Linked DNA regions of Mus musculus: region 2 is linked to region 1. Evidence: chromatin contacts called from public HiChIP or PLAC-seq data. All regions are on one chromosome and are shown on one strand. The core of a region is the stretch at or near the end of the contact, and the rest is flanking DNA. Distances in the headings are between cores, read along the strand shown.

What was found. HiChIP or PLAC-seq counts read pairs in DNA pulled down with a chosen protein or histone mark.
Region 2: an H3K4me3 HiChIP or PLAC-seq map of bone marrow-derived macrophages shows a contact between it and region 1, with 3 times the contacts expected there. The contact joins the promoter of Dbr1 here to the enhancer-like site in region 1. A contact is called at or near these places in 9 of 39 promoter capture datasets (the 3T3-L1 cell line, the C10 cell line, the HPC-7 cell line and 5 more), 6 of 484 Hi-C or Micro-C datasets (CD4 T cells, the HPC-7 cell line, Th1 cells and 3 more), 9 of 115 datasets of contacts at active chromatin or transcription factors (CD8 T cells, the SCID.adh cell line, T-cell acute lymphoblastic leukemia and 6 more) and 1 of 9 other capture datasets (adipose tissue).

Annotation. Positions count from the first base shown.
Region 1 is chr9:99,007,121-99,010,980 of GRCm38.p6, reverse strand. It overlaps Gm1123 (predicted gene 1123), which reads left to right. Exons shown (of 8, transcript NM_001080776.1): 6 at 1-20; 7 at 1,550-1,754. Among named protein-coding and RNA genes, the nearest start is that of Faim, 23 kb to the right of the region's middle. Within about 2 kb of position 1,705, at least 55 of the 459 cell types and tissues checked have an H3K27ac peak or open chromatin away from gene starts, as enhancers often do. A contact at or near this core is called in CD8 T cells, Th1 cells, adipose tissue and 5 more, where this site is marked.
Region 2 is chr9:99,573,854-99,577,713 of GRCm38.p6, reverse strand. It overlaps Dbr1 (debranching RNA lariats 1), which reads right to left and starts at 1,915. Exons shown (of 8, transcript NM_031403.3): 1 at 1,589-1,915; 2 at 1,014-1,138. The coding sequence starts at 1,785.

The DNA of each region.
Region 1 (3,860 bases), core at 456-2,955:
ATGAGGTGGTGAACCGCATGGTGAGTATGCACTGTGCCTGCTCACTCTCACTAGGCAGGTGTGGCATCGCAGCCTGAAGCCCCACGGCCCAGGCCTGTGGACATGGATAGAATGACCTGTGACTTCAGAGGAAGGGTCATCAGATGTCTGGAAGGTTTCAGAGGACAAGAGGATGCTGTGGACATTTAGAAAATGTGGTCTTGAACATGTGTAACAGGAGACAAGGAACAAGAGGGGTGTGCTGAGCAGGCTGGGCCGCAAGGGTGTGTGTGTGGAGTGTGTGTTCTAGGTCCTGTATATTTGTCATGTCAAGCTTCAGCCTCCCTAGTGACTGTCCTTGTTCTTACTTGATTTATTACTAAACCCTCTGAGGCAGCTGCGACACAGGAACATCCATGAATGAACACGTGTGTGAACCTGTCCAGTCCCACCGACCCCGTCTCTAGTACAGGACTATGGTATTTAATTATGTTAGAAGTTATTTAATCACACTGAAACCTGGCTGTCCATTCATAATGGGAGTATGGAGGCCAAAGGTTTGGCTCAGCACTTAAGAGCACGGGGCTGCTTTCCCAGAGGACCCAGCGGTATGGCTTCTCTCAACTGTCTGTCACTCCGACTCCTGGTGGCCCGGCACTCTTCCCGGCCGGCCCCCGAGTGCTGGGGTTATAGGTGAACGCCACCACACCTGAGCCAGCCTAAATATGATTTAAAACAATAATAAAAACAACAAAGCTTTAAAATAGTAATAATAATAGAGGTACAGGGACTGCATCCCAGGTCCACATGGACCCAGTTCTAGCTCATCATTCTGTGTTTTTATTAGTGTGGGTTTTTGTATAACAACTCCCTCCCTCCCTCCCTCCCTCTCTCCCTCCCTCCCTCCCTCCCTCCCTCTGTATATAATGAAGTATGTGTGGGGCAGATGTGTGTGTATGCGCAGCGTATGTGTGTGGGCATGCCTTTATCTGTGGAAACTGAAGGATGAGGTTAGGTGTCACCCGCCCTCTTTCTCCATCATGTGTTTTGAAATATGGTCTCTCACTGAAACTGGGGCTCACTGATGGCTAGACTGAGTGGCCAGCAAGTGCCTGGGGTTGCCCGCCCTCCAACCCCTTATTCTAGTGGTGGGCTTCATGTCTGTGAAATCATGTCTGCCTCTTCCATTGGCTCTCAGGGCCCTAACTCGGGTCTCTGTCATCTGAGCCAGCTCACCAGCTCTCTTTACTTTCTCTTTCATTTCTATTTCTTAAAAAAAAAAAAAAAAGTTTTATGGTAACATGGTATATGCATAGCATTACTGAAAGTTTTTTTTTAGATTTATTTTTTATTACATTTGAGTCTCTTGAACTGCATGCGTGTCTAGTGTCTGTGGAGGTCAGAGGGGATATTAAATCCCATGGAATCTGAAAGTTACGCTGTGAACTGCTTTGTGGGTGTTGCAACCTGATCTTGGGTCCCCTGATGAGAGCTACATGCTTCTAACCACAGAGCCACTTCTTCAGCCCACGTTTGTTTATGTTCTCTTTCTGCTTCTTTTAAATTTTAGTTTATTGTATATTTAGCAGACAAGATTTACGACAACTTCTATCAAGATATGAAAGGACGTGTGCAATTTACAAGTAATGACATCAGGTCTGGTGAGGCATCTATAAATATAACTGATGCTCGGCTCTCTGACGCTGGCACCTATCAGTGTGGAGTGTCCCATGCCTTTGGTACTGCCAAGGGGACCATTCAGCTGACAGTTGTTGGTAAGTTACTGTAGTGGGTAGAGAGTGCGCCTTCTCAGTAACAGGGTGAAATGTCACAGTGCTGAAGTCACAGAACTTACATAAAACAAACGGTGTTTTACAGTAATAATGGGATCTGTTCATTTTCACTGCGCTAGGAGTAAAACCTGGGCCTCATGCTTGCTAGGAAAGAGCTCTGTCCCTAGTCCTAGCATTATGTCACCTTCTGAAGTATTTCTAAGGTCCTCACATAGCTTAAAACGTAAAGCTATCACATGCATTTAGATCAGAGAAAAACAGGAAGTGACTAACTTCTTTGCAAAGTTCATGATGATTTTCAATATAAATGAAATTGTATTGTGTGAGAAAGAACCCGAGCTGCACCGTGCACTGCGGCTGTCGTCCTTGTCTTCTGACTTGCCCTGAGAATTAAATCGATTTCATCGCCCCAGTCTACTCTGTGGGTACCGAAACAGAGAGTATAAAAAGCTTTCACCGTGGCCACGCCTGTCGGAGTCATCCCTCCGGAGATGTGAGGGAGCGCTCTGAGCTTGCGTTTTCATGGATCGAGACAAATGTGGTCTCTGTGGTGAAGAGCTGGGTGTTTAGAATACTGGGGCTGGAACAGAGGACGAAAACCGACGGGTCGGAGAAGCCAGTGGGTATCAGGCAGTGATGTTACAGCCCTCGTGTCGCTGTTTTCATTTTTAAAATGGAGGATGGGGTGGGCTGGGAAGTGCACAGCTCTCGCTGATGGCCAGGAGGACAATAGGACTGCTTTATGATCGTCAGGCTGCAAAGTTTCCTCTCTGTGGACCAGTGCCCAAGTTCAGAAATCGGAAAGGTGACAGCTCGAAGTACACTGGACCTTCTTCCTGTAGCTAACTTGATGCAGGCGGATGGTGACAAGTGCTCTGTTATGTCAGTTTTAAGATCCCTTTTTTGAGACCTAGGGTCTCATGATTTGGAAGATTGTTGAGGACACGTGTTTAGTAGGAATTTCTGATTGGTACAACCCTAGATGTAGACAATCAGGGCCCCTCCCATATCCGCAGGCCTACTATGGCACCTCCCACATACACAGGCCAATGTTCCCTGTTCCTTTTTGGATGAACCTTATTTTATGGATTCATCCAGGGGAGAGGTGAAGAAGAGTCCCACGTGGAACTCGAGAGTTTTCTGAATGCTGTACCCCTCTAGAGCAGGAGTGTCTGCACAGAGCTAGGTAGGAGAAAGCACACTGTGCTGGTCACAGGCAGTATGGCGGTGGGAGGTTGGGGGAGGAGGGTTATGGTGTCTTCTGCGAGCAGCAGCAATGAGTGCAGACTCTAGTCAAAGGTACTCTGTCTGGCCTGAGTGCTGCCAGGTAAAAATATCTCCTACAGTGTGGAATAAGTGAGCAGAATGAGCGACCATAGTTCTCAGTCTCACTGCTCCAAGCACTTCTTGGCACTCCTCAGTACATTTAGTGCCATTTCTCTTATCAGTTTCTACTTCATGTGTTTACTTATGCATATATGTGTGTATGTATTCTTATTACAGTTGTGTGTGCTCAAGTACCATGGCATATGCTGGAGGTCATAAAAGAACAGATAGTTGATTTGTCCTTCCATTTGTGTCCCAGGGATCAAATTCAGGGTGTATTGATGGTCAACAAATGCTTTATCCACTGAGCCATCTCAGCGGTCCCATTTGTGTTTTCTAATAAGGACAGTGTACATTCTTTAAATTATTTCAAGATTTGTTTTGTGTGTTTCCCTGCATGTATGTGTGTCTGCACCACAGGCATGTCAGATGCTCTCAGAGGTCAGGAGAGGGTGCCAAGCGCCCTGCAACTAGCATTAAGGTTGAGCCTTCATATGGACACTGGGACTCAAACCTGGGTCCTCTCTGGGGTAATAAGTGTTTTTAATCACTGAGAGATCTCTCAAGCCCCAAGGGTCGTATACACTCTTAACTGTGCTATTGATATATTTTTAAGGGTCTCATTTTGTAGCCCTCGCTGATCTTGAACTTAGGCTCCCTCTGCCTTTCCTCCTAAATGTTTGGATTAGGTGTTTGTATTTGTAAGTGGTTTGCATTGTTGAGGCTTTAAAATATATTTCTAATTTCATTAGCATATGTAAA
Region 2 (3,860 bases), core at 666-3,165, 570 kb before region 1:
AAAGAGATAAAAGACCTGCAAACTTTAAAAGATGAAAAACAAAAGGAACACTTCAAGTGATATCATAGTAAATCCAGTCAGCTAAATCCAGAGCCCAGGAAATGCTACAGGGCAATCAACCTCACTGCCTACAACACACAAACCATAGAGGAAACAGAAAACAGAAACAAGGGAAGGAAGGATAAAGAGTCTAAGAGGCAGAGCCCTGAACACCAAATATTTGGATCCTACCTGAGCAAGTCATTTGTAGATCCGGTAACTGAGACATGCAGAGAAATGCGTATGGACAAGGCACGAGAGAAGGACTAACTCACTATAGTTAGGTATAAAATGGCACCAGAACTACGTGTGTCTAAAAAAAATCTATCACTCGAAAGTCATGTACTTAGGGGCTGGAGAGATGGCTCAGAGCACTGGATGCTTTTCCACAGGTCCCGAGTTCAATTCCCAGCACCACATGGTGGCTTCTAACCATCTATAATGGGATCTGGTGCTCTGTAGGCACATATGCACTCAGAACACTGTATACACGGTAGATAAATAAATACATCTTGGGGTAGGGGGAGTCATGTACTTAAAAATCCACAAATGAAATAACCCAGTGGTTAGGATTTGCTTTAAGGCATCCCAGCCATCTCCCTCAGGAAAAGTTTAAACAATACTGGATATTTAAATATGGGAGTAGAACAAAGTAATAGGAGTTGAGGTTAACAAGTAAAGAAATTTATTAAACTACTCGGTATTTTTATGTATGTTTAGCATTTTCCATTATAAAGTTTAATGCAATAAGAAAAAAGCAAAGAGACTACAAAAAAAAAAACTTGTCATCATATTAGCTATTATTTAAACCTCTAGAAGAAAATGGATGTATGTTCATGACTGGCCATTTAATAACTATTTTAACTCAATTCTCATGATTATTTAAGTTAATGGCATTCACCACATGTCTTCTAGAAGCTGCCCAGCTGGTACAGATTCTGACAAGACCAAAAAAAGTGCACATAAACACATACCTAAATAATAAATATTCGGCGCTACCCAGCCACCATAGGGTAACTCTTGCAAATGGTTTGAGGCTTCATGGTTTCCTCCAATGAAGATGGTGAGAACCGGGGCCTTTTTCTCTCCAGAGTAATATCTACAACATAACGGTAATAAAGCTGTCAGGAACCAAACTAAACACAAAAAAGCAAGAGGTCAGAAGGAAAAGGCCGAGCTCAAAAACGATCAAACGGTCCCCACTATCTTCCCATCCCTGCCCTTAAGAATAAATTAAATCTTGAGTGTCGAGCACACATTCATTGAGATCAAGAACTTTGTGAAGTGCAAGTCTGGGCTTCTAGAACCCAGACTAGCACACAGCAGGTCACGGGAAAACCAGATCATTAAATCAACTAACCATCGTGTTCTAGCAAATCCAAAGTATCTAAACCTGCTGGTGTCACCCCGGGTCCCTGGGAAGAAGAGCCAGGTGTGTACAGAGAGGAGGAGGCCAGGGCCATTTCCTAAGCTCCGGGTCCAACAGACATCGCGATCTGCGGCAGCAGGACCTGGAACCCCACGCGAGGACCGGCCGCGCGCCCCTCACCTGTAGAAGGTCTGCATGTGACGGTACTTGGGCGGCACGGCCATGCAGCGCAGGTCGGCCTCGTTGCGCACCGCCTGGAAGTCGCCGCAGCACAGAAGGAGATCCACGGGTCCCGAGCCGCGCCGCTCCGCCAGCGCCAGAGTCTCGTAGATCTTGTCCAGCTCGCCGTGGCAGCAGCCGGCCACGGCCACCCTCATCGTGACGTTGGGCCGCGGAACTCAACAGCAACACCCCGGAGCACCTGCAGCCCGGGTCGCACAGCAAAGAACACCAGGCAGCCGGCCCACCCGGCTCCCGCCAACACCAACCGAGCCGCGGCTGAGTTTCGAGTCCTTTATGTAACTTCCGGCTTCCAAGTCTCGCGAGAGAGGGAACGGGAAGGGCCCGGTCAAGCCGGAGGGGGGAAACTTTGAACTTGTTTAATGGAGACCCTGTCTGTCTTCGTGATCCCTTGCGTGCTAGCAATCTAGTGGGTTACATTGTTTAAAACTAGAAAAAGAAATAAAATCTCCAAGAATAGGGATTGAATTTAGTAAAATCAAGGTAAGCAGCCGGGCGTGGTGGCGCACGCCTTTAATCCCAGCACTTGGGAGGCAGAGGCAGGCGGATTTCTGAGTTCGAGGCCTTCCTGGTCTACAAAGTGAGTTCCAGGACAGCCAAGGCTACAGAGAAACTCTGTCTCGAAAAACCAAAAAAAAAAAATCAAGGTAAGCAAGTGAGCAGGAGCGATTGAGCAATTAATTCCCTAGAGCAAATCTCTCCCTGGCAACGATGATTGCCTTAAAAATGAATTAGAAAGTAAAAAGAGGTTTTAATGATGACATTAAAATTTAAATGCAACGTTGAAGCTTACTGATTATTTTAAAACTATACACCAACCCTCCCGGGGGGAATTTCTAAAATTATTTTTGACTAAGGGGAATGGGTATTTTCCTACCAAATTGTTTGCCTAACTGTAACGCAAGATGAATGAAAGGTTAAATATCTCGAAAACTTCTGGAGAGAAAAGGTGGCGACTAATCAAGGAAGAATGAATGGCAAAGAAGAAAGCCAGTAAAGGAAATCTAATCAAGGGCATACAGTTGTAGCGCCACGAAAGTGTTAGCGATCCCCCAAAACCAGGCAGGAGCCCATCTGATGTAACTCATAGCACGGTCTTTATTCTATCCCAGCTCGCTGTGGCTCGCCACCAACACACAGCACAGTTTTTGGTGTACCCCGAATGTCAGTGGGGACAAGACTTTATAGAAAGCTACAAGCAGAGGGTGGGATGTGGTAGTGGTGGTAGTTAAGCATCTAATTCGAGAGCTACCATGGCCTTTAACACAATTGGCTGGTGCTGGGAGTCATATCATAAACTTAATTTCTGCTTCCCTCTGCATTAGTGGTCGTTAGGCAGGGGGTGGCCTCGTAACCTGGGGGTGCAGATATGTTGGGGTAATAACCTGGGGACGCTGGTCTTGTTGAGGGGTAACTTGGAAACTAGTGTTATGTTGGTTAGTTTGTCTGAGTTCAAACTTTGGCCAGGTTCTCTAAAATGGAGTCTGAACTTACAAGATTTGGCCTCTCAACAGAGAAGTATACATTTAAACAACTGAAAAATTTAATCAGTTAAATACAATCTAGGCTGGGGGCGTGGCAGGGGGAGGGAGGGGATGGTGGCTCTGCCTTTAATCCTTGTATTCCAGAAATAAGCAAGCAGATCCCTGGCCAGTGTGGTCAGCATGGTCTATAAAGTGAATTAAGACAGCTGGGGCTAGCCGGGCGTGGTGGTGCTCGCCTTTAATCCCATTACTCGGGAGTTTGAGGCCAGCCTGGTCTACAAAGTGAGTTCCAGGACAGCCAGGGCTACACAGAGAAATCCTGTCTCGAAAAACAAAACAAACAAAAAAATTTGACAGCTGGGACTGATGCATGGAGAAGCCCTGTCCCATAAAACCAAGAAAGAAAAAAGAAAAAGAAAGAAAGACAAAACCATACAGAGAAATGTCTCAGAAAAGACGATCTAATCAAGGTTATACAATTTTATAAGTCAGACTCTACTCTTTTTTGCGTCTGTTCTGTTTGTTCCTTCCAATTTTCCTTTCCTTTCCTTTTCTCTTCTTTTCTTTGGAGACAGGATCTTTTTATGTATCTCTGATTGGCCTGGAACTATGTAGATCAGACCGGCCTGAACCTGAAGTAGGCTTTCATTTTTAACTTATACAAACTACTTCCTTCTAGATTCTTTACATAGAATTTTTTTTTCATTTTGTGTATATATTCCTTTAGA